Linked DNA regions of Sus scrofa: all the other regions are linked to region 2. A link is a contact called in public HiChIP or PLAC-seq and promoter capture Hi-C data. All regions are on one chromosome and are shown on one strand. The core of a region is the stretch at or near the end of the contact, and the rest is flanking DNA. Distances in the headings are between cores, read along the strand shown.

Region 1 (6,401 bases), core at 1,355-3,854, 700 kb before region 2:
GTCGGGGAGGAAACCGCCCGGGGCCTTGGCTCTGATCAGTACCACCATCCCGGGCGCAGGTGAACTTCTATGGAGACCACACCAAGCTGATCCTCAGTGGCTGGGAGCCCCTCCTCGTGACTTTCGTGGCCCGAAACCGCAGTGCTTGCACTTACCTCGCGTCCCACCTTCGCCAGCTGGGCTGCTCCCCGGACCTCCGGCAGCGGCTCCGCTACGCTCTGTGCCTGCTCCGGGACCGCTGCCCCGTCTAGGTGCCAACTGCAGGGCCGGCCCCCAGGCCCTCAGGCCTGGGGCCCGTGCCTGTCAGACTCTGGCCCTGGCCGTCGTGGCGCTTCCTGTCCCTTGGTGCCTCACTGGGGGCTCCGGGCCGAATCCCCCAGGGAATCAGGGACCAGCTTTACTAGGGTTGGAGGCTGCCTCCTACCCCTTCTCCAAGAAAAGCCTGAGCCTTAGCCCCCAGCCAGGGGGCATTATTTATGGACCACTTTTATTTATTGACAGACATTTATTTATTGGGCTGGGAGCCCCAGGGAGGGCCTCCTCCTAGGATAATAAACCATTTTTGCAGACCTCGAGGCCTCCTCACTCGCAGTAGAGCCCGTGGACCGTGGCCACGGCAAAGAGCGAAGCGTTGGTGACGGTGGCCGAGGCCAGCCCGTCGCACGCGGTGTCCCAGAGCGCGCGGCTGGCCACGTGCACGCCCTGGCCGGCGCGCGGCCCGAGCACCACGCTGCACACCAGCTTGTAGCGCGGGGGGCTGAGCTCGCGCAGGTGCACGCGCGCCAGGTCGCACAGCTCCCGCGCCAGCCGCCCGGCCTCGGCGCCCACGTAGCGTGCGTCCCGCAGGCCCGCTGCCAGCGCTGCTCCAGGGCCCTCTGGGCGCGCGCGGCCTCCCAGCGCTCCCCGGGGGCGGGCTCCGTGCGGTACGAGGGCGCCGGCCGGCGGGCGGGCCCCAGGGGCAGGCCCGAGAAGCTGACCCGCCAGCCCAGCGGCGGCACGGGGCCCAGGGACGGGCGCCGACCCCCGGGCCCTGCACCTGCTCCGGCCAGCGAGTTGCGGCGTGAAAAGGACGAGGCTGGACCTAGCACGGAGCCGCGGCGGGAGGCCGGGCCTGGGCCAGCTGGTCGGGTCTCATCAATGCTGGGCAGGCGGCCCGGAGGCCGCGCCAGGGACAGTTTCTGCCCAGGGTCTTTGGCAAGCTCCTCCTCCTGACGGCCGGCGGGCACAGGCCTGCCAGCCATGGACCTGCGGACTGAAAGACCCCCGTTACGGGCAGGCCCTGCCTGGCCCTCCTTGTACACCGTCCAGTCTCTTAGTAAGAGGTTTTTACTCCCTAATTCCTTCTTACCTGTTTTTTGGGGACAGGTGAATCCAGGAGTCTGGGGCTGTGTGGATTCGAAGTACTGGGAGGGTTAAGGGCTGCTAGAGACAAAATAAGGGGAGAGACGCTGCGCAGACTGTTAATCTGGGGCTGTCCCTGTCCTCTGAGCTCCGCACTCGCTGAGCGTTGGAGGCTCCTTAACTGAGCTCAGAGTCCACTGCCTTTTCTCTCTTGTACTGGGCTTTACCAGCAGGAGAAGTGGGGCCGTAGTGGCCCCCTCTGCCTCCGCCTGGACAGGGAGCCTCCACCCCCTAACAGAAGGAGGCATAGACCTGACTCCTTCAACCCCCACAGACAGGCCCAGCCCTGCGTGTCTCAGATCCCGCCATCCTCCACCCCTACCTCTTCTAAGGCAGCTGGCGCAAAGATCCCCACAACTGGCTGAGGCTGGGGCCAAGTGACCCAGGATGGTCCTTCCACCCTCTGCTCTTGGCTCCTGGCCCTACCTCCAGAGTCAGTGCTGGGACGGCTGCCCTCTTCTCCCGAAACTCCTCAGCCCCTTGAGTCACCACAGTCTTTGGCTTTCACATTCTCTCCCCCCGGCCCCTGCCTGGCCGCCTGACTGGCAGGTGGGAGGGTAAGGGCCCCTTGCCTGTGTTGTGGGGTTGCCATGGGTTGCTGGGCAAGCACGCCTCTCTTCCTGGTTCCTTCTCTCGAGTCCAAGCTCTGACCTAACCTGGGAGCGTTACTGCTCTGAGCACGTGCTGAGTGCGGGGTGCCTGAGTCACCAGCAGAGGGGACAGAGGTTTAGCGCCCAAGGGCATACACATAAGACTGAAGGGGCAGATGTAGAGAGAGGCTCTGGTCAGAAAGGCATCCCCCACGCCAGGGCTTTTGAGCCGCTGACCTTCTCTCCCCTCGCGAAGCCTGGCTCTCCACTGGGGAGCAAGTCGCAGAGGCCTGGGATATGGGACACCTTTTGGGGCTGCGGGGGTGGCTGCCCAGGAATCGGGATCTGGGCCGACAGGAAGGAGCACGTCATGGGCTCGAGCGTTTCCACATCGGCTGCAACAGGGACAAACATTTCCGTTCCCCGCGCAGAGCTGGGTGGGGCTTGGATGACTTCCTCAGTTCAGGGCTTGAGGGGGAGGGGGAGGCACCCATCAGGACCCGGGCCTGATGCAACAGTGGTGACTCCACTTTGCATAAACCCTGCTGACCTAAGTGGCCTGGGGCTTGTCCCCAGCTGCCCACACCTCCTGGGTGCCCTAGTGCCCAGACGGCCCTCCACCCTCACTGCAGTTGCATTTCAGGGATGCCAGAGACCACGATGCCTCTGTCAGAGCTGACACCACCTCACCTGAGCCCCCACTCTGGGAAGGACAGGGCGGCCACCTCCCAGACAAACCAGGTCTGGGCCCTGAAAATGGTCCGAGGGGTCAAGGACTTTCCCGGTTGAGGGGGTTCCCCAGGCCTGGCTAGCCTGACCCTGACCCTGACCCTGACCCTGCCCCTGACCCTGTGGGCCTACAGGGGGCGGGGGGGAGGGACAGAGGGTTCGAACCCTGAACCCTGGACAGTCAGGAGTCAGGGCACTAAGACCCTGGCTCTGCTTAGGGCCCCTCTAGGGCTGAAGTTTTCGGGGCCTGTGGGGGAAGGGGCGGGGCCTCCTCTCCGCCTGGGATCTCGTTTCCGTGGAAACCCACAGGCTTTCCACCCTGGCGCTGCCTGGGCAGGCTCCCAGCTGGGGCCTCATCCACAGCCAGCCTCTCTTCCCCGTTCGGCCTGCTCCACCCCTGCCTCTCTGGGTCCCCTCCCTGAGTCCCTATCCCCAGCCTGAGCCTCCGGCCTTCTCCCCGAGCCTCTGATGCCTTCGGGAACCGGGGCCTCTCGCGCCCCATCCCTAAACTTCAGCTTCTCAGCAAACAGGGCTCCCAAGCTCCCGCCCCTCCCTCTCAGGCCTCTCTAGCTCCTCTGCAGCTCTAGGGCCTGGCCAGGCCTCCTGCTCCTTCCACCTTCCGCCTCCCTACAGACCCACAGACAACAAGCCTCCTGGGCTGCACCCCCTGCTTACTCCTCTACCCCCCTCCCGCCCCCACCCATGGAGCCCCCAGGACTGGTTGTGCACGGGGCGGTGGCGCCCTTTTCCACGGCACTCCGAAGCCTCGTCAACAACCCCCTGTACAGGTGAGGGGGCGGGCCCTGTCTGCGGGTCTTCCCTAGCTGCCTCTGCTGGGCCCCGTGATTCTGAGGAAGCTCTGGGTTCAGAGGAAGTGGGGAGTTGGGGCTTGAGCCTCCTCCCCCGGTGACCTCAGCCTGGGGAAGTAGAGGATGGCTCCTGGTCACTCAGTGTCTGCAATTTTCCTGCGAGCCGGAGGTGGGGGCGGTGGGGGGTGGAGTTCAGGCTCAGCTGGGTGACCTCAGGGAAAGGCTTTCCTTTTTCAGACCTCGGGCTCCTGGCAGAGAAGAGCCCTCTGCCCCCTGGATCCTGAGAACCGGAATGTGACTTGAATGCCTCCCTGGGGAGGGAGGCAGAGGAGCAGATGACCCCGCTCTGGGAACTGGGGACTCACATCGGGAATGAAACTTCAGAAACTGAGCCAGGGAGTCTCTACTGTGGCTCAGTGGAAACGAATCCAACTAGTATCCATGAGGATGAGGGTTCGATCCCTGGCCCGGTTCAGTGGGTTAAGGATCCAGTTGCCATGAGCGGCGGTGTAGGTGGCAGACACGGCTCGGATCTGGTATCTCTGTGGCTGTGCTGTAGGTGGGCAGCTACAGCTCCTATTCAACCTCTAGCCCGGGAACTTCCATTTGCCGCAGGTACAGCGTGAAAAAGAAAGAAAAAAGAAATTGAGCCAGAGTCACAGACAGGAAGTAGTTCAAGGGTGCTGCCTGGGGCTCACTGCCTGCCCAGGATGCTAATGGTATCTGAAACCAGGGCTAGAGTAGGGGGGCAGGGCCAGTCAGGAGAGCTAGAATGTGGCTTTCTGTCCCCACTGCCTCAGAGCTGGGCTCGCCCCCACAGGCTGGTGAGTCCTATAACCCTCTGCTTTGGGGCATCGCCATCTGCTCACAGTGGGAAGCTCCAGGCCTTGGACCCGGGACTAGGAGGCTCCAGGAAGCTCAAGCTTCATCTCCTGCCTCCTACCCACTATGCTGTTTGGAGGCCCGGAGGCCGGGGCCGGAAGTGATCATCAAGATGGAAAATGTGGTCTGGCCTAAAGATGGTGCGTCACTGATGTGTCTGTTTGCAGCCAGTGCACGCTGCACCCCCCCCCCTCTTTCTGGAGGAGGCTGAAAAAGCTGAGCGTGCAGTCTGCGGAGAAGACAAGAAGCGGTTCCCTTCCCCCAAGACACAGGCAAGGGAGGAAAAGGGTATTGAGATCGTATTGCATCAGCCCTGGTGCCTGCTCAGTGATCAGGCAGAGCCACCTCCTAGGGTTTGGGATTAGCCTTCCATTTCAGGGATGAGAATCCTGAGTCGATGGGTAGAAGGTTTCTTGCCTAGGCACCATAAGGTGGAGTTGGGATTAGAACTCAGGCCTGGAGTTCCTGTCGTGGCGCAGTGGTTAACGAATCCGACTAGGAACCATGAGGTTGCGGGTTCAGTCCCTGCCCCTGCTCAGTGGGTTAAGGATCCAGCGTTGCTGTGGCTCTGGCGTAGGCCAGTGGCTACAGCTCCGATTTGACCCCAGTCTGGGAACCTCCATATGCCGTGGGAGCGGCCCAAGAAATAGCAAAAAAAAAAAGACCAAAAAAAAAAAAAAAAAAAAAAATTGGAACTCAGGCCTGAGTGACCCAGACCTTTGGGAGAAGGGACAGTCTCTTACATGACAGATAAGAAAACGGAGGCCTATAGAGCGAAGGCAAAGCCTAGAGCTGCACTGAGACTCTGGCCTCTTCTTCCTGGTTCTCTCTCTCTCTCTCCCCGCCCCCCGCAGTGATGTTCGCTTTGTGGTCGGTCAAGAACGGCAGGAGGTATTTGCCCACCGGTGCTTGTTGGCGTGTAGATGCAACTTCTTCCAGCGACTTCTGGGCTCGGAGATGGGCCCTGGGGTGCCTAGCCCCGTTGTGCTAAGCACCGTGCCAGCTGAGGCCTTCCTGGCAGTGCTAGAGTTCCTGTACACCAACAGTGCCAAGCTGCACTGACACTCTGTGAGCCCACTGGGCAGGGCTTGGGGCTCTGGGCGGGGTGGGGGAGTAGGAGGCAGAGGAGACTCCCTTTCACTTCCCCAAACACCTACTGTGCAGGTGCTGGAGGTGCTGACAGCAGCTGTGGAGTATGGGCTGGAGGAACTGCGAGAGGTGGGTCTATGTGGCTGTCCCGTCTCATTTCCCCCACCTCTTCTGGGCTCCGTTCACACCCTGCCTCACACACCTGCTAGCGTGGAGAGGACACGCACCAGTAGAGAGAGAAGAATGGGTATCTCTGTGTAAACAGTCATTTATGTGTGCCTGTATGCAAAAGGACACATGCATACCTTATGTGTGCAGCATATGGGCTGATTATGGCTGGTGCTGTAGATGCCAGGATAAGTCAGTCTTGATCCCTGTTCTTCAAATGGAGACAGACAGAAGAAAACTCTTAACCCAGTGAGTGGCTTTAGTGTGTGACAAGGGAGTTCCCACTGTGGCACAAGGGTTAATGATCTGGCTTGCCTCTGTGGAAGTGTTGGTTTGATCCCTGCCCAGAATAATGGGTTAAGGAACCGGTGTTGCCACAGCTGTGGCATAGGTTGCAGTTGAGGCTCGGATTCAATCGCAGGAACTTCCACCTGCCATGGGTGCAGCCAAAGAAGTGTGACGGATGAGAGCAAATGATGCTGAGACTATGAGGAGTCTTTCTGGTCTTGCCACCAGGGAGAGAGGAGGGGAAGGCCTCCTGGAGGAGGAAACATTTGTTGGGTTTGGTAGAAAGTGAAGGGGTTTGTTTGGGGGGAGGGGAAGAAAGTGGCATTCTACTCACAGAGGCGCAAAAGGAGCTGGCGCGACATTTAGTGTGGCGGGACTGAGAGTGTGAGTGGAGGAGAAGGAGAGAGGACCGGGGGAGGATGCCAGGGGCTAGTTCCTGCAGGAC
Region 2 (6,284 bases), core at 76-2,575:
CACAGTTGTATGCTTAAGATTTGTACCTTTGGGAGTTCTTGTGGCTCAGGGGAAACTAACCCTTCTAATATCCATGAGGATGAAGGTTTGATCCCTGGCCCTGGCTCAGTGGGTTAAGGAGCCTGAGCTGCAGTGTAGGTCGCTGATGTAGCTTAGATCTGGACTTGCTGTGGCTTAGGCCGGCGGGTGTAGCTCTGATTCAACCCCTAGCCTGGGAACTTCCATATGCTACAGGTGTGGCCCTAAAAAGCAAAAAATGAAAAAATAAAAGGGACTTGTGCTTTTGGAGTTCCTGCCGTGGCTCAAGGGGATATAGCAGTGTCTCTGCTGCACCAGGATGCAGGTTCCACCCACCCTCCCCAGTGGGTTAAAGGATCCCAAGTTGCCACAGCTGCATAGGTTGCAACTGCGGCTTGTCCCTGGCCTGCGAACTTCTTATGCCTACCACGGCCAAGGGAAAAACAAAACAAAACAAAACAAAAACCACCCCCCAAAAACTCTGTACATTTTTCTGTATGTATGCTATACTTCAGTAAAAAAGGATTACAATAAATAAAATTAAAAAGGGCATCGTCCCCCCTTCCAGGGTTGTTGGGAACACTGAAGACTCATGTTTATAAAGCGCACACACACACGCACACACACACAATAAATGCGCTGCCAGGGGCCGTGGTCCGGATACAGGGACCAAGAACTTTAATCTCTTGAAGCCCGTAGATTCCAGATCTTCCCAAACAGTCAACCTTTGTGCTGAGGCTACTCTCGGCTTCAGTTGGTGCAACCAAACAATGGGACACATTTAGGGGTGTTCCGGGACCTTGGCCAATCCGACTCTTCGGAAACTAATGGAGGAACCGAGCAAGAGCTGGGACTGCAAAGCCGGAGGAACGAGCCGCCACGTAGGGCCCAGAACCCGCCCCCTCCAGACGAGGAAGGAGCGGCCGCTGCCCGGGGCGGTGCTGGGGGCACCGTGGCGGGGCCTGACTCGGCCCCCGGAGCCTCCCACCAGTGCCGCGCAGCGAGCTCTGCTCGTCGGCCGAGCTCTCTAAACCCACGTGGCGGAGGGTGTCAGCGCTCCAGCCGATCCACCCACCAGCATCCTGCGGAAGGGGTGGTGCAGACGCCCCTCTCGGGCTTCCACGCCGCCACGCCTTTCTGGAGGCTCGGGCGGGGGTCCCCCTCGGCGCGGGATGCTGAACCCCGGCCTCAGCTCCTCCTCCGGCAGGGGAGGAGCTTCCGCTTCGCCGCCAGACTTAAGTGAAGTCCCCGCCTCCAGGCGCAAGCTGGGGTTTCCTGCTGCCCACCCATCTCGGGAACCGAGGCCTGTTGAGTCACTAGCAGGGCACACGACTGACCTGAGAAACCAGGAGAAGTTACTCTCTGCTCGAGCCGAGGTGAGTTTCTCCTCTGCTGCCCCATTTTTGTCGCCTTGGAGATGGCCTCGACCCTTCAGGACAGAAGTGTCCGCCCCGGGCTCGAGCGAAGTATATGCTCCGGGGGCGGCCGGATGTGCTTTAAGATCCTCTTATTTGCTGAACGATCTTGGATGCGCTCATAGTTTGTCTACACCTCAGTTTTATCAGTGCTAAAGTCAGTTCCTACCTCGGAACTGTCGCAGTAGTGGCTTAAAGCTCCTGGCACATACTGTGTTAGTTGCCATCTTCCTTTTGTCTGCCCACGAACACGGTTTTTCCAGGAACTCTGGCTTTGATACGGAATTGCTGAGATGCTTTTCAGAAGTGGCAGGAGGGGAGTTTGCTGGCTTAGGCACCTGCCTTAGGTTTGGGAAAGCCAGGGCATGTTTTTCTGTTGCCCCCGTGCTCTGTGAAAGTGAGGTGGAATCTGAACCTTCACCAGATGGGGCTATTATTAATTAACTCTTACCTTCAGGGCTGCAGGACCTCTCTTGGAAGAGTCTCGAAGGCCTTGATCAGTCCTGGTTCTTTTTTTTTTTTTTTTTTTTTTTCCCACTGTACAGCAAGGGGGTCAGGTTATCCTTAGATGTATACATTGCAGTTACAGTTTTTTCCCCAGTCCTGGTTCTTTATCCAAGTGCTCAGTTTTCGTATCTGTGATACAAGAACAATCTCTTTCCAGAGCCACTGGGAATTTTTTTTTCCTGAAGATTGTAAAGTGCTTTGATATTTTCCAGAGATGATTCTTTCCAGGTTATCAAAGAAGTCAAAGAAGAAGGCGCTGGAGGCAGTGACTTTGTCAAAAGCCCCTCCAGCCGTGGAGACCTCCTTCATTAGCCTCTGTGTGGGGGCTGGCAGAGGGGTGTGCAGGCACTCCAGGAGTGAGGGCTTTAGGCAAATGACAAGCCCTGGCCTCGAGGAGTGCACAGATTTGTGGGGGAAACTGAAACGAACAAACGGATGCAGCAGCAGTGTGCACAAGCTTTCTGTGTATGGGAGGAGCCAGAAGTGGTAGCTGAAGGTGAGCAGCCGTCAGCCGGGCCAGGGTAGGAACTTGGGGAAGGAAGGGGTGCAGCGGCTTGGAGTCAAGTAAGTGGTGGCTGGTTCTGCAAAGACGAGGATATGCAGTCTGAAATGAAGAGGTGGAGAAATGAGCAAGTGTGTGCCAGAGGACGAAGGGTACTGCTGAGGAGCTTGGACTTTATCCCGAGGGTAGGAGAGGACCACCGCAAGAGAGCCTGGGAGTTGCATGGCTAGATTTGGTGACTGCTTTGTGGTGAGAGGGGCCACACTGGAAGCAGAGAGATCCCAGGACGGGAGAGTTCCAGCTGGAGCAGGGGCCCTGCAGGTGGATATGCATGGGCTGGATAAAGATTTAAGATACGTGTTTTGTTTGTTTGGGCCGAGCTCATGGCGTGTGGAAGTTCCCAGACCAGGGATCAAACCTGCGCCACAGCCGTGACCCAAGCCACTGCAGTGACAACACTGGATTCTTAACCTGCTGTGCCACAGAACTCCAGGAAGTATATATTTTAACGTCTTTTCACATATATCAAGAAGTACAGGGAGCGTTATTGCGGTCTTAGGTTTTACATTACAGTTTAGAGGAAAAGTAACTTTTAAAAAATATATTTACAGGATTTTTTTTTTTTTTCCTTTTTTTGGTCTTTTTAGGGCCGAACCCGAGGCATATAGAAGTTCCCAGGCTAGGGGTCAGATCAGAGCTGCAGCTGCCGGCCTACACCATAAGCCACAGCAACACCAGAACCGAGCCATATCTGCAATCTATACCACAGATCACGGCAACACTGGATCCTTAACCCACTGAGTGAGGCCAGGGATTGAACCCGTGTCCTCATGGATACTAGTTGGCTTTGTTACTGCTGAGCCACAATGGGAACTCCCTTTACAGGATTTTTTTTGTTTTTTAAACAGGATTTTTTTTTTTTTTTTTTTTTTTGGGTTGTCTTTTGGAGCTGCACCCGAGGCATATGGAGATTCCCAGGCTATGGGTCTAATCGGAGCTACAGCTGCCGGCCTACGCCAGAGTCACAGCAACACCAGATCCTTAACCCACTGAGTGAGGCCAGCGATCAAACTTGCAACCTCATCGTTCCTAGTCAGATTCGTTTCGGCTGCACCAGGATGGGAACTCCTAAACAGGATTTTTAACACAGCCAGATAGACCAAATCTTGGCCAGCATTGCATTTTTAAGTGGATTGCCCTGCTGGCTTCTTTGAAGAGCAAGAGAAGATATGCTCCCCTCCCCATCACCTGTCAAAACCCTATCCTGATCATACTGATAAATGCCTCAAGGAGTTCCCATCATGGCTCAGCAGAAACGAATCTGACTAGTATCCATGAAGACACAGGTTCAATCCCTGGCCTCGATCTGTGGGTTAAGGATCTGGCATTGCCGAGAGCTGTGGTATAGGTCACAGACGAAGCTCAGATCCCATGTGGCTGCGGCTGTGGTGTCGGCTGGTGGCTGTAGCTCCAATTCAACCCCTAGCCTGGGAACCTCCTTATGCTGCGGGAGTGGCCCTAAAAAGACAAAAAAAAAAAAAAAAAAAAAAAAGAAAAGAAAAGAAAATAGAAAAGAAGAAATGCCTCAAACATTTTTTTTTTTTTCCTTTTTAGGGCCACACCCACAGCATGTGGAAGTTCCCAGGCTAGGGGTTGAATCGAGATACAGCTGTTGTCCTCCGCCAGAGCCACAGCAACTCAGGGTCTGATCCATGTCTGCAGCCTACACCACAGCTCATGTTAGATCCCTGACCCACTGAGGAAGGCCAGGGATTGAACCCGCATCCTCATGGTTGCTAGTCGAATTCGTTTCTGCTGTACCACAATGGGAACTCCCAAACAAACTGAATTTTTTTTTTTTTTTTTTTTTTTGTCTTTCTGTCTTTTCTGGGGCTGCACCCGAGGCATATGGAGGTTCCCAGGCTAGGGGTCTAATCAGAGCTACAGCTGCCAACCTACACCACAGCCACAGCAACACCAGATCCAAGCCGCATCTGTGACCTACACCACAGCTCAAGGCAACACCAGATCCTTAACCCACTGAGCAAGGCCAGGGATGGAAGCCACAACTTCATGGTTCCTAGTTGGATTCATTAACCGCTGAGCCACGACGGAAACTCCACAAACTGAAATATTTTAAATGGCTTTTTTTTTTTTTTTTTTTTGATGGCTTGTACTGTGAGCCTGTCTAGTTTGCTTTATCCAAGGCCTTGAGTCCCTGGTGCGATAGAGAATAAGAACGAAGAGCATGGTCGGGCACTGTGCAGAGTGCTTTATATAGAATATCTTTTCAGAATGGGGGAGCCGACACCCAGGTCCAGATCTGTGCAGCCCCAGAGCTTGAACTCTTTCCTCTGTGCTCTGTTGCTGGATTTGATAAGTATAGCTTTGTTTTTCTTGTTCTCCTTTGGCTGCCCTGCAGCTTATGGAGTTCCTGGGCCTGGGATCCGATCCAAAGCTCCGTTGCGACCTATACCATAGCTGCCACTATGCTGGGTCCTTTATCCCACTGTGCCAGACCAGGGATTGAACCTGCGTCCTGGTGCTGCAGAGACTGCCACCCCTACGGATCCCATGGCGCCACAGCGGAAACTCTCAGTGCAGTTTTAGACACGATGAGTCTCAGGCCCTGTAGGACATCCTGGTGGAGATGTCCAGAGGGAGGTGGGAAGGATTAGTGCTTCGGATGATAACTGAAGGTGTGAGCTCGCCAAGAGTGAGAGGGGGCCGGGGACAGAACCCTGAGGGCACCTGTATTGATGGGAGGCAGAGAGAGGAAAGGCCCCTGCAGCTGGGGAACACTCAGGTGACTACTGCCTCCTCTTCTTCCTGTGTTTTCAAGTTTCTTGCAACCAGGCGGCAGCGAGGGAGACCTCCTCTGAGAAGGGAAGATGGAGCCCCAGGGAGAAGGAACCTAGACACTGACCTGGGAATAATAAAACCTGAGTCCTGATGCTCCCCTCACCCCTCTCTCCCCACACACCCAGCCCTCGCCTTCCATCTAGAACCTCTCCCAAGATAACGTGAGGGTTGTTGAATGCTGCTGGAGGTCCAGCTAGGCAGTAGCTGACAAGTTCAGAGCCTGTTAACGCAGGGCTAGGCTAGAAGGCCAGTGCCTCGGGCAGAAGATGAAGTCAGGAGCTGACAGAGGATGACTGTCTGTTCTAGGGAAAAACATCCGTCTTCTGCCCTCCCTCTGTCCTTTGGAGCTCTTGTTCTTTGCAGGTCTTTGTTGGGTGCTTTTTACCTCTAGGGTCCCTGCCCCCCAAGCCTTAAGCCTTTTTGGTTTTCAGTTTCACCTGCAAAAAAAAGAGAGAGGTAAGCATTGAGTTTCTTCTTCCTTTTCTCCTGAGGCCAGGTTGTTGTTTCCTGCTCTTAGCACAGGTGTAATTTCAGAGCCATCCCTTGTGTTCTGGTAAATCTAGGAGAGGCCAACAGGTCACTGGTTGGGGATCAAGCCCAGCGAACCAGCCATAGACCCCGGTGGCAGCTGGCAGGCTAGTTCTGGTGAATTCCAGACATGCTTGCTTGATCCCAGGGCAGGTTTTTTTGTTTTTTTTTTTTGCCTTTCTGCACTTTCTAGGGCCGCTTCTTACGGCTTAGGGAGGTTCCCACGCTTGAGGTCTAATCAGAGCTGTAGCTGCCTGCCTACACCAGAGCCACAGCAATGCGGGATCAGAGCCACGCCTGCGACCTACACCACAGCTCAGGGCAACGCTGAGCGAGGCCATGGATGGAACTCGCAACCTCATGGTTCCTAGTCGGATTCATTAACCACTGCGCCATGACGGGAACTCCAGTCCCGAGTATTAGAAAAGACAATTTGGTGTGTTGGCTACACT
Region 3 (6,754 bases), core at 296-2,795, 620 kb after region 2:
ATTCTTAAAATGTTTATGATGAAAACGAACCCTTCCATGGGATTTCTCCTGTGGTGCAAGGGTTAAGGATCCCATGTTGTCACTGCAAAGGCTTGGGTCACTGTTGTGGCTCAAGTACACTCCCTGGCCTGGGAATTTCCACCTGCATTGAGTGTGGCCAAGGAAAACAAAATTTTTTTTTCTAGGGCCACGCCCACGGCATGTGGAGGTTGCCAGGCTAGGGGTCTAATCAGAGCTACAGCTGCCAGCCTATGCCAGAGCCACAGCAACTCAGGATCCAAACCACGTCTTCAACTTACACCACTGCTCATGGCAACGTCAGATCCTTAACCCACTGAGCAAGGCCAGGGATCGAACCCGCAACCTCATGGTTCCTAGTTGGATTCATTAACCACTGAGCCATAACAGGAACGCCCAAAGAAAATTTTTTTAATTAAAAGATAAAAAATAGGAGAGTTCCCATGATGGCTCATCAGGTTACCAACCCGATTAATATCCATGAGAATGTGGGTTCAATCCCTGGCCTTGCTCAGTGGGTTAAGGATCCAGCATTGCCATGAACTGTGGTGTAGTTCTCACATGTGGCTGGGCTTCGGTGTTGCTATGGCTGTGGCATAGGCCTGCATGTGCAGGTCCAATTTGACCACTAGCCCAGGAACTTCCATATGCCTCAGGTGTGGCTGTAAGAGAAAATAAATAAATAAATATGTAGGAGTTCCCACTGTGGTGCAGTAGGTTAAGAATCTGACTGCAGTGGCTGTGGTCACTGCAGAGGCATGGGTTTCGATCCCTTGCCTGGCACAGTGGGTTAAAAGATCTAGCATTGAGGCAGCTGCGGCATAGGTCACGGCTGTGTCTCGGATTCAGTCCCTAGCCTGGGAACTTCCATATGCTGCTGATGCAGCCATAATAAATAAATAAGTAAATAACGATAGAAATGTGTGGGACCAATGGAAGAAGGGAAATACAGATTGTGAGGTAAACCCATATTTTTCATAATAGGTAGCAGATCATGTGAAAGTTAAGACATAGTGCTACAAACCTATTTTGGAGTTATGAGTATAAGCACCAGGAAAACATAGCTAAAAGTAATTGCCTCTGGGTAGTGCGACTAGAGGCGGCAAAGAATAGGATGGCGGTAATAGCTATGTTTTCGTTACACATCTTTCTGTAATGATGGGCTTGAATAACTCGGATTGAAAATCAAAATCAAGCTAGAGCATAAAAAGTTTTTTATGGCACCTCATTGCCCGTAGAATAAAATCCACGCACAGAACCATCTTTATAACCTTGTTACTCAAGTGTGGTCCCTGGACCAGCAGCAGGGCCGTCGGCAGGGGGCTTGTTTGAAATGCAGAATCCCAGGCCCCACCCCAGATGGATGGAACAGTTATCTGCATTTTAACAAGATTCACAGAAACTTCACATATGCATAGTCAAGTTTGAGAGGCATCAGTTTTCAAGATCACGATGTAGCCCATCTGGACCCCTTCAGCTTCAATACTGGCTGCCCCTCATTGGCCAGAAGAACTTGACTTTCCACGCTTATAGTCTAAATTTAGTGGCTACACTGGTTTTGTGTGTGCGTGCATCAGTGGGTAGCTAAATTCCTCCACTGTTACAGACTCAGCTCCTCTACTCTAGGAAGCCTTCCAAAACCCTCTGCATCTCTGTTACCACTGTTCCTTAAAATCCCACATCCCTAACTGCAAATGCTTAACCTTCATTCAGCAAACATTCTTTGGGCGCCTGCTGACAACCTGGCTGGACTGAGTGCCAGAGTCGGGAGCAGGCGCTGAGCTCTCCTCCAGGTGCATAAGCAGGATCGCCCAGCCTCACCCATTTCGGAGCCAGCGCGCGCAAACACACGCAATCACACACGCACAAACACACAGAGCTCTGCGCGGCTTTTCTGAGGGTTACGGCGCCCTCCTCCCGCCCCCGCACTGAGCGGGCGGGGACCCACTGGTTCCGTACTAGCGGCCGAGGAAGGAGGACCCCCAGGAGCGGGATCCCGGCTCCGGTCGCCCATCCCTGTGCAGCCTTAGACCCGCATGGAGGGGACTGCGGAGTCCCAGACGCCTGACCTTCGAGACGTGGAGGGCAAGGTGGGCAGGAAGACCCCCGAAGGGCTGCTGCGCGGGCTGCGAGGCGAGTGGGAGCCGGGCACCTCTGGCGCCCTGCTGCTCCCAGGGGCGCCCAGCACCGGCCACGGCCTGGGGGACAAGATCATGGCGCTGAGGACGGAGCTGGTGAGTGTGGGCTCCATGGGCCAGGGGGCCGGAGACCCTAGCATGGGGCTGGGAGGGATGGACTCGCGCTCTCGGAGTTGGGCTGGAGAGGAGGGAGTTAAAACTCCCCGCCCAACTCCTCAGGATTCCGACCTAATCAATCTTTAAACCCTGGGGTCCTTTGAACGCCTTCCCCACCTAGGGTGGGTGGGGTGTTCGTGGGTCCTGAGGAATCAGGATGGGAGGTGCCGGTTTTTCTAAGTTTTTTTTTTTTTTTCCTGCCAAATAATTGGGAGGGAGAGGAGGGGACGGGGAAGCCCTGAGAACCTGGCGCAGCACAGATCTCCCGCTCCCCCTGACTTGGAGGCCACCTCTCCCGGCCTAGCCACCATTACAGGGCGACCAGTTTTTTCTCCTTCTGCAGACTGGGCCCAGGGTTTGTTCCTCTCAGGCCCCAGTATCCACCACAAGATTTCGCACAGAAGCGATATGGGTGAAAACTGCCTGGACTAGGGCCACTAAAAACATCCTCTTTCCTCAACACCCCCCCGCCCCCCCGCACCCACTTAAAATATTCAAAAGTTCCTAGAACCTTAGCAGACACACAGGAGCAGCGCCAGCAGTGTTGGTCCCATCACTTCTTCCTTTTTTTTTTTGGCTTTTCTAGGGCTGCACCTGAGGCATACGGAGGTTCCCAGGCTAGGGGTCCCATCACTTCTGACACAGTCTCCTTCCTGCCAACCCCCAAGTACACTGGATATTTGCATCTCATCTGAGGAGAAGCGAAAGAAGCAGGTACCCAAACTCCCCTTTCCTGTTGCTGCTCATCTAGATTCAGAGCCAAAAGGGCAGTTGGGCACACACTCCCCAGGCTCCCTGGTTCCGGGGAAGGGGGTGATTTACACCTGCCACCACTTTGCAGCCAATTCTGGGGAACTGAGGAATTGCCAGCCACTTTCTGGCCCAGAAACAGGAACCCACAGTAAATATGTCAGCGGACAGGTCTTCCTGGAGCCCTACTGTGTGCCCAGCTCTGTGCCAGGCTGAACTGTGGAGCGTGGGGAGAGGGTGGAAATGGAGGCTCCCTGACAACCTCAGAGGCTGGGAGGAGAGCTTTGTGGGCAAAGTAATCAGGGAAGGCTTCCTGGGGGAAGGGTTTGAATGCCCTGTGTCTACTTGGCCTGGAAGGTTGGAGCAATTGTTAAATTCTCCAGAGTAGGGCTGTAATTGTGCTGATCCAAGCGAGGGGTCCAGCTTTGTCTCGCTGTGCAAACTTTAGCTCAAGGCCTAGAAAGAGCTTACTCAGAGTGTCTTGCTCTGGAAACTGACTTCACCAAGTACAAGTGCCAGGCATCGTGTTGAGCATGTTACGAGTCCTCACAGCAGTTTATTAGGTAGATGGTATATTACAGATGAAGAAACTGAGGTACAGGGAGTTCCCTGGTGGCTCAGCGGGTTAAGGATCCAGTGTTGTCATTGCTATGGCTCTTGTAGCTGCTGTGGCTTGAGTTTGATCCCTGGGCCTGGAACTTCTGCATGTGCCCCCCCCCAAAAAAAGAAAGAAATTGAGGTGTAGGAGTTCCCATCACGGCGCAGTGGGTAATGAATCTGACAAGGAACCATGAGGTTGCAGGTTCGATCCCTGGTCTCGCTCAGTGGGATAAGGATCCGGCGTTGCCGTGAGCTGTGGTGTAGGTCGCAGACATGGCTGAGATCTGGCGTGGCTGTGGCTCTAGTGTAGGCTGGTGGCTACAGCTCCGATTAGACCCCTAGCCTGGAAAACTCTATATGCCGCAGGAGCAGCCCTAGAAAAAGCAAAAGACAAAAAAAAAAGAAAAGAAAAAGAAATTGAGGTATAGAGTCATACAAAAAGTGAAAAGCAGAACCAGGCTTTGAACCCAAATGATCTGCCTTTGCTTTACAGCTTCGCCATTGAGACCTGCTTCGCACCAGACACATGAAACGTTTTTTGCTGTCATTAGAGTTAGAAAAGCAATCATCATTTTCCCGTCTCACAGAGGAAGCACGCTTACACAAGTTAAGCATGCTTGCCTGCGCTGACAGTGGGAGCCAGGGAGTAGCCATGCCTAGTCTCTCTGGCTCTCTTTTCTGCCTTTGGAGATTATTGTTTATAAACTTTAAGGAGTACATTTAACTTTTTTTTTTTTTTTTTTAATGGCCACATCTGCAGCATATGGACGTTCCCAGGCCAGGGACTGAATTCCAGCCACAGCTGTGACCTACACTGCAACTGTGGCAACAATGGAGCCTTTAACCCACTGCCCCAGGCCGGGAATTGAACCCCCGCCTCCGCAGTGACCCAAGCTGCTGCAATCATTCTTAACACCCTGCACCATAGTGGGAACTCCAAAGCGGGTACGTTTAACTTCTGTTTGGGGAGTTCTCTTCGTGGCTCAGTGGTTCACAAATCTGACTAGTAAACCATGAGGTTGTGGGTTCGATCCCTGGCCTTGCTCAGTGGGTTAAGGATCCGGCGTTGCCGTGAGCTGTGGTGTAGGTCACAGACGTGGCTGAGACCCCACGTTGCTGTGGCTCTGGCATAGGCTGGTGGCCACAGCTCCGATTTGACCGCTAGCCTGGGAATCTCCATATGCCGTTGGTGCAGCCCTAGAAAAGGACAAAAAAAGACAAAAAACAAAAACAAAAACAAACAACTTCTGTTTGGGCATTTCTGACCAACCTGGCCTGGGGCCCTGAGCTGCCCGTGAAGAGCACGAGGGAGGGAGCTTTCCGGGGGACCAGTACGGGGTAGGGGGTGGGGGCCGGGGGCGCTATGTACCCCATGGATTCCTTTCTCCCCCCCGGGCCTCAGGTGTCTTTGGTCTCTTTATGCCCTCTGCCCGACCCACTGGGTTGCACACAGGGAGGACCAGGGGCCAGGCAGTGGGTTTCCTCTGAGCTCCTTGTGGCAGAGCTAGTCCAAGCCCTCTAAGCACCGTCCTTCAACTGTTCCTCTCCCAGTTTCCCTGCAGGGAGGGGGCAGGCCCACTCTGGAGGCCAAGGTCATCCCCTGCCTCTGGGCTGCTTCCCTCGCTTCTGCAAAGGCTGAGTGAACCAGACAGACTCTGGGATCTGTGGGAGGGGGAAACAATGGCAATGTCCCCTATTTAATCTTCCCACCCGCAGAACTGTTGTCATGACAACCCACCCCCACTGAGCAGTTTGAGCAAAAGCTTTGAGCCAGGAGAGAGAAGGCACGGGTTCAAGTCCTGGCTCCTTTTGTGATCTTGAGCAGAGCCCTGCTTCTCTTCGCCTGTTTTTCTATTTCTCGGGATGGGGGTGGGGGTGGGGGTGGGGGGCAGGTGATCTCTGCGAGTCTTCCTGGTGACAACATTCTGGGAATCTCAGTCCAGGACCAGGGAGCCAGGACTCTGATCTCTGGGCTTTTATCCTAGGGCTTGATTTAGATCGAGCCCTGAGTGAGCCAGACGCGTGACCTTAGCGCTGGGCAGAGTCTGATGTGATGTGCTAAGGGGAGGAATGAGGAGCCTGAATCTCCCTGGGAAGAGAATCGGGTTGAAGTGGCTTCAGAGACTGCATGTCTTCTGAGCTGTTTATCCTCTTTCTGTTTCCAAAGAGATGGTGTAAAATGAGCATTTCTTTTTTTGGCAAGAAAGCCTCGCTTTCTTCTATTCTGGGGACTGATGCTGTCACAGTCAGGGAATCCCACTGTCCCAGAACTATAGACTCATGTCCTCAGATTCATTTCTCAACAGCATGATAAAACCCTAGGACCAGCAGAGGGGCCGAGAAAATCACAGAACTGAATCTGACCTACCCAGTCCTAGGCTAAGCACCATAAACAGACCGGGCATGGTCTGCTGCTCTCAGGAGTCTGGGTTAGGGAAGCAGGGAGACGGACAAACCAAACCACCCTAGTAGAGGATGACAGGTGCTGTTGGAACCAAGGGAGGGCTTCCTGGAAGAGTTTTCATTGTAGAGTGACATGATCAGATTTGTGCTCTGGAAAGGCACAAATTTTTTTTTTTTTTTTTTTTTTTTTTGTCTTTTTAGGGCCGCACCCACGGCATATGGAGGTTCCCAGGCTAGGGGTCGAATGGGAGCTGTAGCTGCCAGCCTACACCACAGCCACAGCAACAAGGAATCCAAGCCGCGTCTGAGATCTGTACCATAGCTCATGGCAATGCCGGATCCTTAACCCAGTGAGAGAGGCCAGGGATCGAACTCGTGTCCTCATGGATACTTGTCAGCTTCGTCACCACTGAGCCGTGACGGGAACTCCTAGAAAGACATAATTGAACTGGAGAAGACAAACTGCTTCCTCTGGTTGGAAAGGCTCCCCATTGCTTTGTTGGGCAAGTCCTACTTGACCTTCAAGTCTCAGCTCATGTCCCTTATTCTAGGAAGCATTTCTTTACTCCCCCGGTTGGGTTATGGCCTGCAGGTACCCTCTACTCTCTGTGTGGCATTCGTGTCCCTTGGCATTTGCTACACTGAATATTAAGTGCTTGTGTGATTGTGTTATCTTACCCACTAGACTG
Region 4 (6,688 bases), core at 432-2,931, 530 kb before region 2:
CCAAGTCTCTGTTTTCTTAATTTTCTTTTTTTATTACTATTTTTTATTAAAGTGTAGTTGATTTACCATATTGTGCCAATTTCTGCAGTACAGCAAAGTGACCCAGTCATACGTAAACACACACTCCCTTTCTTATATTATCTTCCATCATGGTCTGTGCCAAGAGACTGGATACAGTTCCCTGTGCTGTACAGAGGGACCTCATGCTTATCCATCTAAATGGAATAGTTTGCATCTACTAAATCCAAACTCCCAGTCCATCCCACTCCCTCTTCCCTCGCCTTTGTGTTTTCTGAATTTTCTAAGATAAGGATAATTAGTTTCTACTTCACAGGGTAAATATTAAATGAGTTAATCTACGTAAAACACACAAAATAATGTTAATCCCGTGACAAGCAGTGTATCCATGTTTGATATTATTAGACAGATCATGAAAGTCTTCTGTGCCAACTGAACCACGATGTTGCATAATTCTGGTCCCTGTATTGCTATTCTTGCTTCCTAAGCGGCCCTTCTCCTGTATGTAATCCACCTATTAAACTTTTAAGACTCAGTTCAAGAATCATCTTGCCTAAAAAGCCATTCCTAACCCTTCCCACTCTCCTGGTAGAAGCAACTAACTCCTTTCCCCTTAGATGCTTCCACTCTGCTATGTACATAGCATCTCTGCCTTTACAAGCTTTATCATCCACTTGCTATTTCCTGCGAGTTCCCTGACTGTCATCCCTGTATTCCCAGCACCTGGCCAGGCACTCAATCAGTGTTTGTGGAATAAGCACCTGCGAACCTCACAACAACCCCATGTAAGAGTCAAGTTCAAACATGTGCAGAAGTGACATCAGAACCCAGGTCACCTCGATCTGAGGTTCCTGCTCTCCATGAGGCCCGGGGGGTAATCATGGACATGACTTTCCATGACACCAGGCAATCCGTCAAACGTCTCAATGTCACTGCCATGACTCTGGACGATGGGAATCAAGGCAAAGATTCATTGGCCACTCAATGGCTGGGACAGAGAGCACAAAAGTTTTAAGAGGGGGTGTTCATGGCACCCCAGACCTGCCTCCGTCAGAGCACTCACTGCCTTCTCCCTTCGAAAACTGGCAAGATAAAACATCATATCATAGTTATCCTCTCAGCGAGACCTGACTGCATTCCTCTTTGTAGTCCACTGTCTTGCACTTAAACAACTAAACACAGCATCAATGAACAAAGGGCTTAAGTGAGCAGAGCTCAGGCACTGTCCTCAGGGCGCCTGGTCCTGGGTCTGAAGCTCCCTGGATGAGACTTCTAGCAGACCCTGAAACTCCGTTTCCTCCACCTGTTGCACAAGGTGGTTGGCTCGGATTCTCGCCGAGCGCCCTTCTAGTTGGGGCACTTGGCTCCGCGGCCAGGTCGGGCAGGCGCTCCAGCCGGCAACTCCGGGGCTCCGCACCTCCGCCACCCGCTCAGGCCCTGCTCGGCCGGGCTCCAGGAGCTCGACCCCCTCCGGGGAAGCGGGGCTCGGCGGCCTCCACCGCGCGGCTCCCGCGGCCAGCCAACTCGCGCGCGGCCTGGCAGCGCAGAAGCTTCGGCTTTACCTCGGGTCGCGCGCCGCCACCGCTCCCAACGCTCCCCACGCCGCCGCTGCCTGACAGCCCAAAGGCGCAGGCGCGCGATGGCCGAACAGATCGATGGGACGCGCCGGGCAGGCCCGCGGAGAAGGGATGAGCGCCGAATGATAGATGACGGCCAGAAGCGCGCTGCTGGGGGGAGCGGAGGAGAGCGGCCGGCGGCGCTCCCTGTGGCTTTAAGTCCGTTCACATGTCATCAATGTCCGGGTGAAATGGAGTTTTAACTAAAGAACAACCCCCACCCCTTGGCTAAGAAGGCAGCTGCAAGCCTTTCAGCTGTGCTCGTCACTATACCACCCTTCTTGTAATAATGTAACAACTGTGTGCCCTCTGTCCCAGCCAGCAGCCCTGCTAATCAGGTACCCAGCATTGCTTATCAGTTCCGCTTCTGTAACCTTGCTGGCTCAGTTTCTTAGGGAGGAACACTGTCTGCTTGGGGATGGGGGGAGGTCCGGGATGCTTACATGGCAAAAGCAAGCCCTTGTAGTGTATAAAAGTTACTGAGAACAAAGACCTGGTGCTCAGACTCTGGAGGTGTCTCCTCTGAGCCCTCACCGGTGCTGAATAAATCTTGCTTTTCCATAGATCTGAGTGCTGTTTGTCTCCTTCCATTGCCACGGTTTTTGCGGTTTCCACAATACAGGGAGCGTCCCTCGCGGTGCAGGGGTCCTTGAAACTCAGGCTGGAACAGCCGCAGTCTCTTCCTTAAGGCAATTGTCCTTCTAGGATCGGTCCCCAACCACACTCTGCGATGTGGGGCTCCCCAGTGGAGAAATCACCAAATCTCTTGCAGGCCAACGATTGCCAAGGTTTTCTATGTCCAGTGATGCCTAATATGGGGACTCAACGTTGGCTTTTTTTTTTTTTTTTTGTCTTTTGTTGTTGTTGCTATTTCTTGGGCCGCTCCCACGGCATATGGAGGTTCCCAGGCTAGGGGTCGAATCGGAGCTGTAGCCACCAGCCTACGCCAGAGCCACAGCAACGCGGGATCCGAGCTGCGTCTGCAACCTACACCACAGCTCACGGCAACGCCGGATCGTTAACCCACTGAGCAAGGGCAGGGACCGAACCCGCAACCTCATGGTTCCTAGTCGGATTCGTTAACCACTGCACCACGACGGGAACTCCGACATTGGCTTTCTAAACCAGACTATTTTGGTGTGGACAACATCCGCCTTTAATCCATCAAAACGGTTGGGGACGCGGAATTAGGGAAGATCTCACTGAGATGGTGACATCGAACAAGATCTTGAAGAGCGTGAGTCAGGTGGATATTTTCTTGAAGAGTGTGAGTCAGGTGGATATTTTGAGTAAAAGCCTTCCAAGCGGAGTGGTCAGCAAGTGCAAAGGCCCTCAAGAGAGACCGCAAGTTCAAAGCACATAAAAGAGGCCAACATGGCTGAAGCAAAATAAGTGGGGCAGAGGAATGACGACCAAGGAAATCAGAGAGGCAATGGAGGAGAGGGCAGAGAATTCAGATCCTGTGGGTCTTTTTTTTTTTTTCTTTTTTGGCTGCCCCTTGGGGATATGGAGTTCCTGGTTCAGGGATCAAATCCCAGCTGCAGGGTCAACCTACAGAGCAGCTGTGGCAAAGCAGGATCCTTACGTTGGGATGTCGGGCTGGGAATGGAACCTGCATCCCTGAGCTCCAGAGATGCTGCAGTTCCCTTTGCACCACACCAGGAACTCCAGTCCTGGGGTCTCGTATGCCACCGTGAGGACCTTGAAGGAAGCGGAGGAGGAGCAGTATGACAGGTTTGAAAGGATCACCGGTTGCTGTAATGATAATAGACTCCCTGGGAGCACGGAGACCGCTTAAGAGGCTGCAACTCTATGAAAGAACCCAAACAGCTGCATCTAGACAACTCCAACAATTGCGAGAGATAATAATAAAATTTTTTTTTGATGTTTTAAACAGTAAGTTTTGGGGTGGTTTGTTAAGCTACATAGATAACAGGAACAACGGTCATTATCTCTTTCGCACACATTCCTGCAATTTCCTAATCTTTTGGAAGCTTCCTCTTTCTTTCTCCATCTCTTAAACCCTAAAATGCTTTAGCTGCCTGCCACTTATGAGGTAGAGTCTAATTTCTGCAATAAAAGTAAACTGCTTTATTCAAAAGTATTTATTGCCTGCCTGATACATGCCAACCAATGTTTTGGATGCTTGATGCTGGAGATACAGCAACCGAGAAACACCAGACTCGTACTTTTCCCCAGACTTTCAGCCAGAAGAATAGGCGCTCAGTGCAGAACCTACTAAAAAAAGTCCTGGAGTTTCCATCATGGCTCAGTGGAAGGGAATCTGACTAGCATCCATGAGGATGCAGGTTTGATCCCTGGCCTTGCTCAGTGGGTTAAGAATCCAGCATTGCCATGAGCTGTCGCAGACGTGGCTCAGATACCGAGTTGCTGTGACTGGTGTGGGGCAGCGCTGATTCGACCCCTAGCCTGGGAACCTCCTTATGCCGCAGGTGTGGCCCAAAAAAACCCAAACAAAACAAAAAACAAACAAACAAAAGTCTCGAAGCCATATCCATAAAACTGGCCTATCCTCCTTCACGTTGGGATACTGGTGATGAGTTGTTACTGGATATTTATTTTAACTCAAGTAAAACACTAAGTATGTTGGTAAAAGGGCGCCATGGAACGATCGGTTTGGTTACAAGAGACTCAAAACTTGACCACCCTCTCCTTCTGCAGCAAGACTCTCTCCTCTTTGGTATTAAGCAAGCAGAAGCCTTGGGAATTATAGTATTGTTTTGAGGTAAGAACTAGTTATGAAGTGAGAACTGCATTCAACCTCTGATGTGTCATCCATTTTATTTTATTTTATTTTGTCTTTTTAGGGCCGCACCCATGGCATATGGAGGTTCCCAGGCACAGGGTCGAATCGGAGCTTCAGCTGCCGGCCTACACCACAGCCACAGCAACGGGGGATCCGAGCCACATCTTCGACCTACACCACAGCTCACGGCAACGCTGGATCCTTAACCCACTGAGTGAGGCCAGGGATCGAACATACAACCTCATGGTTCCTAGTTGGGTTTGTTTCCCCTGTGCTACGACAGGAACCCCCTGTCATCCATTTTAAATGCTCATGTTTAAGCTAGCAAATGTTTTCAGGGAACTGGAGGATTTTTCTCCTACAGTTGAGGAAAGTAGTTGAGAGACTGCTTCAGTTTAAACTCATTTTCAATTATTCCCTTAGGGCAGCAATTCTCAAACTTTTTGGTCTCTGGACCCTTTATACTCTTAAAAATTATTGGGGCCCCAAAGAACTTTTGTTTGTATAGATTGTATCTGTTGATATCGACCATATTAAAAATTCAAACTGAGAAAATTTTTAAATATTAATTCATTAAAAATAAAAACAATAAAACCATTACATGGTAACACACTAACATTTTAATGAAAACATAACTATGTTTTCAAAATAAAAAAATAGAAGAATACCAATACCATGGTTTCACCTTCTTGCACATCTCATTAATGTCTGGCTTAGAACAGAACAGCTAAGTTCTGCCACCAGTTGTCACCTGTTGTGTTGGTTAATGAAAACCTGACCTCACACAGATGCATAGCTGGAAAAGGGAGAGATGTTTTAATAGCCTTTGTCAGATAATTGCGGGTATTCTTCTTTGATACTACACCAAAACTTATTAAGTGGTCGTCTGTTAAAGAAAGATTCATTACAACATAGAATCTTTTATATCCATGAACATTCTGTACTCTGTTATAGTACTTGCACTTTGGGCATTTTACGTATACATGATTTTGCAGCTTGACACAATGATCACTTGAAAAATGTTTGTTCACTAAGTTATATAGATCGTCCCAATGTCGACTCGTACAGTATTTTAAAAATCACTTGTTAATAGCACCACCAATCTCATCAGAAAAGTCTTTAAGAATATGCTGGCAAGCTTGTGATGACAAATATGAGTTTTTCAAACCTCTGAGTCTCTCTGGAAAGCTCAGCTATTATCATTGTTATCGGTTTTCCTTGAAGTGGCTGGCTTACTTCACTCACTTTGATAACTTCTGTCCATGGTTTGACGGTTGTTCTTTCAAGTAAATACAGTGTTCGAGGAAAGAAGCAGCAGCTACACGTCAAGCGATGGCTTTGCTGGAGACAGCTCACATGCTTCTTTCATGTGAATGGAGCCGTTACACGAGTACTTCCCATTTCATCACGTAAACTATCAAAAAGACGTGTGGAGTTCCCCTTGTGGCTCAGTGGTTAACAATCTGACTGGCATCCATGTGGACTGAGATTCGATCCCTGGCCTTGCTCACTGGATTAAGATCCAGCGTTGCTGTGGTTGTAGCGTAGGCCGGTGGCTACAGCTCTGATGACTCGGAGCCTGGAAATCTCCATATGCCACGGTGTGGCCCTTAAAATATAAAAATGTGTACTCAAAGACAAAGATTTAATAAATGATTGTATTGTCATTCAAAGACATTCTTGGCCAGCAACCTGAGCCACTGTAGGACAACACTGGATCCTTCACCTGCTTTATTTTTTTATTGCAAATATATGGCAGTGAAGAATACAGTGACTATTAGTACAGCTTGGTATCTGCTTTGGTTGATGCTAAAGCACCAACAGGTTTATCCACCGTTGCTTTTGCACCATCAGTGCAAATATCAATACAATGAAAGAGGCAGATAGTGTTTTAGTATTACTATGAAAGGAGATTGACCTGATAGAGCCCCTGAAAGAGACTTGAGGACTCTGAGGTCCATGGAGCATTCTTTTATTTGTTTTTTGTTTTTTGCTTTTGTCTTTTTGCCTTTTCTAGGGCCACTCCCACGGCATATGGAGGTTCCCAGGCTAGGGGTCGAATCGGAGCTGTAGCCGCCGGCCTACGCCAGAGCCACAGCAACGCAGGATCCGAGCCGCGTCTGCAACCTACACCACAGCTCATGGCAACGCCAGATCCTTCACCCACTGAGCAAGGGCAGGGATCAAACCTGCAACCTCATGGTTCCCGGTTGGATTCGTTAACCACTGCACCACGACAGGAGCTCCCCGTGAGCATTCTTTAAGAACTGCTGCCTCACGGGTTTCT

Evidence for each region. Promoter capture Hi-C pulls out the DNA fragments that hold promoters and counts their contacts. HiChIP or PLAC-seq counts read pairs in DNA pulled down with a chosen protein or histone mark.
Region 1: a contact with region 2 is called in an H3K27ac HiChIP or PLAC-seq map of alveolar macrophages, with 3 times the contacts expected there. The contact joins the promoter of BTBD19 here to the promoter of AKR1A1 in region 2. A contact is called at or near these places in 2 of 2 datasets of contacts at active chromatin or transcription factors (alveolar macrophages and skeletal muscle).
Region 3: an H3K27ac HiChIP or PLAC-seq map of alveolar macrophages shows a contact between it and region 2. The contact joins the promoter of LURAP1 here to the promoter of AKR1A1 in region 2. A contact is called at or near these places in 1 of 5 promoter capture datasets (fetal skeletal muscle) and 1 of 2 datasets of contacts at active chromatin or transcription factors (alveolar macrophages).
Region 4: a promoter capture Hi-C map of fetal liver shows a contact between it and region 2, with 2.2 times the contacts expected there. The contact joins the promoter of EIF2B3 here to the promoter of AKR1A1 in region 2. A contact is called at or near these places in 1 of 5 promoter capture datasets (fetal liver) and 1 of 47 Hi-C or Micro-C datasets (embryonic fibroblasts).

Annotation. Positions count from the first base shown.
Region 1 is chr6:166,522,928-166,529,328 of Sscrofa11.1, reverse strand. BTBD19 (BTB/POZ domain-containing protein 19) reads left to right here and starts at 2,604. Exons shown (of 8, transcript XM_021096773.1): 1 at 2,604-3,508; 2 at 3,767-4,551; 3 at 5,266-5,479; 4 at 5,576-5,747. The coding sequence starts at 5,607. It overlaps TCTEX1D4 (Tctex1 domain containing 4), which reads right to left and starts at 1,979. Exons shown (of 4, transcript NM_001032356.1): 1 at 1,828-1,979; 2 at 1,349-1,422; 3 at 866-1,252; 4 at 474-863. The coding sequence starts at 1,241. The coding sequence ends at 583. PLK3 (serine/threonine-protein kinase PLK3) reads left to right here. Exons shown (of 15, transcript XM_003128058.4): 15 at 60-569. The coding sequence ends at 251.
Region 2 is chr6:165,819,729-165,826,012 of Sscrofa11.1, reverse strand. It overlaps AKR1A1 (aldo-keto reductase family 1 member A1), which reads left to right and starts at 1,325. Exons shown (of 9, transcript NM_213890.1): 1 at 1,325-1,394.
Region 3 is chr6:165,202,982-165,209,735 of Sscrofa11.1, reverse strand. It overlaps LURAP1 (leucine rich adaptor protein 1), which reads left to right and starts at 1,545. Exons shown (of 2, transcript XM_003128025.4): 1 at 1,545-2,252. The coding sequence starts at 2,055.
Region 4 is chr6:166,348,911-166,355,598 of Sscrofa11.1, reverse strand. It overlaps EIF2B3 (translation initiation factor eIF-2B subunit gamma), which reads right to left and starts at 1,681. Exons shown (of 12, transcript XM_021096758.1): 1 at 1,581-1,681.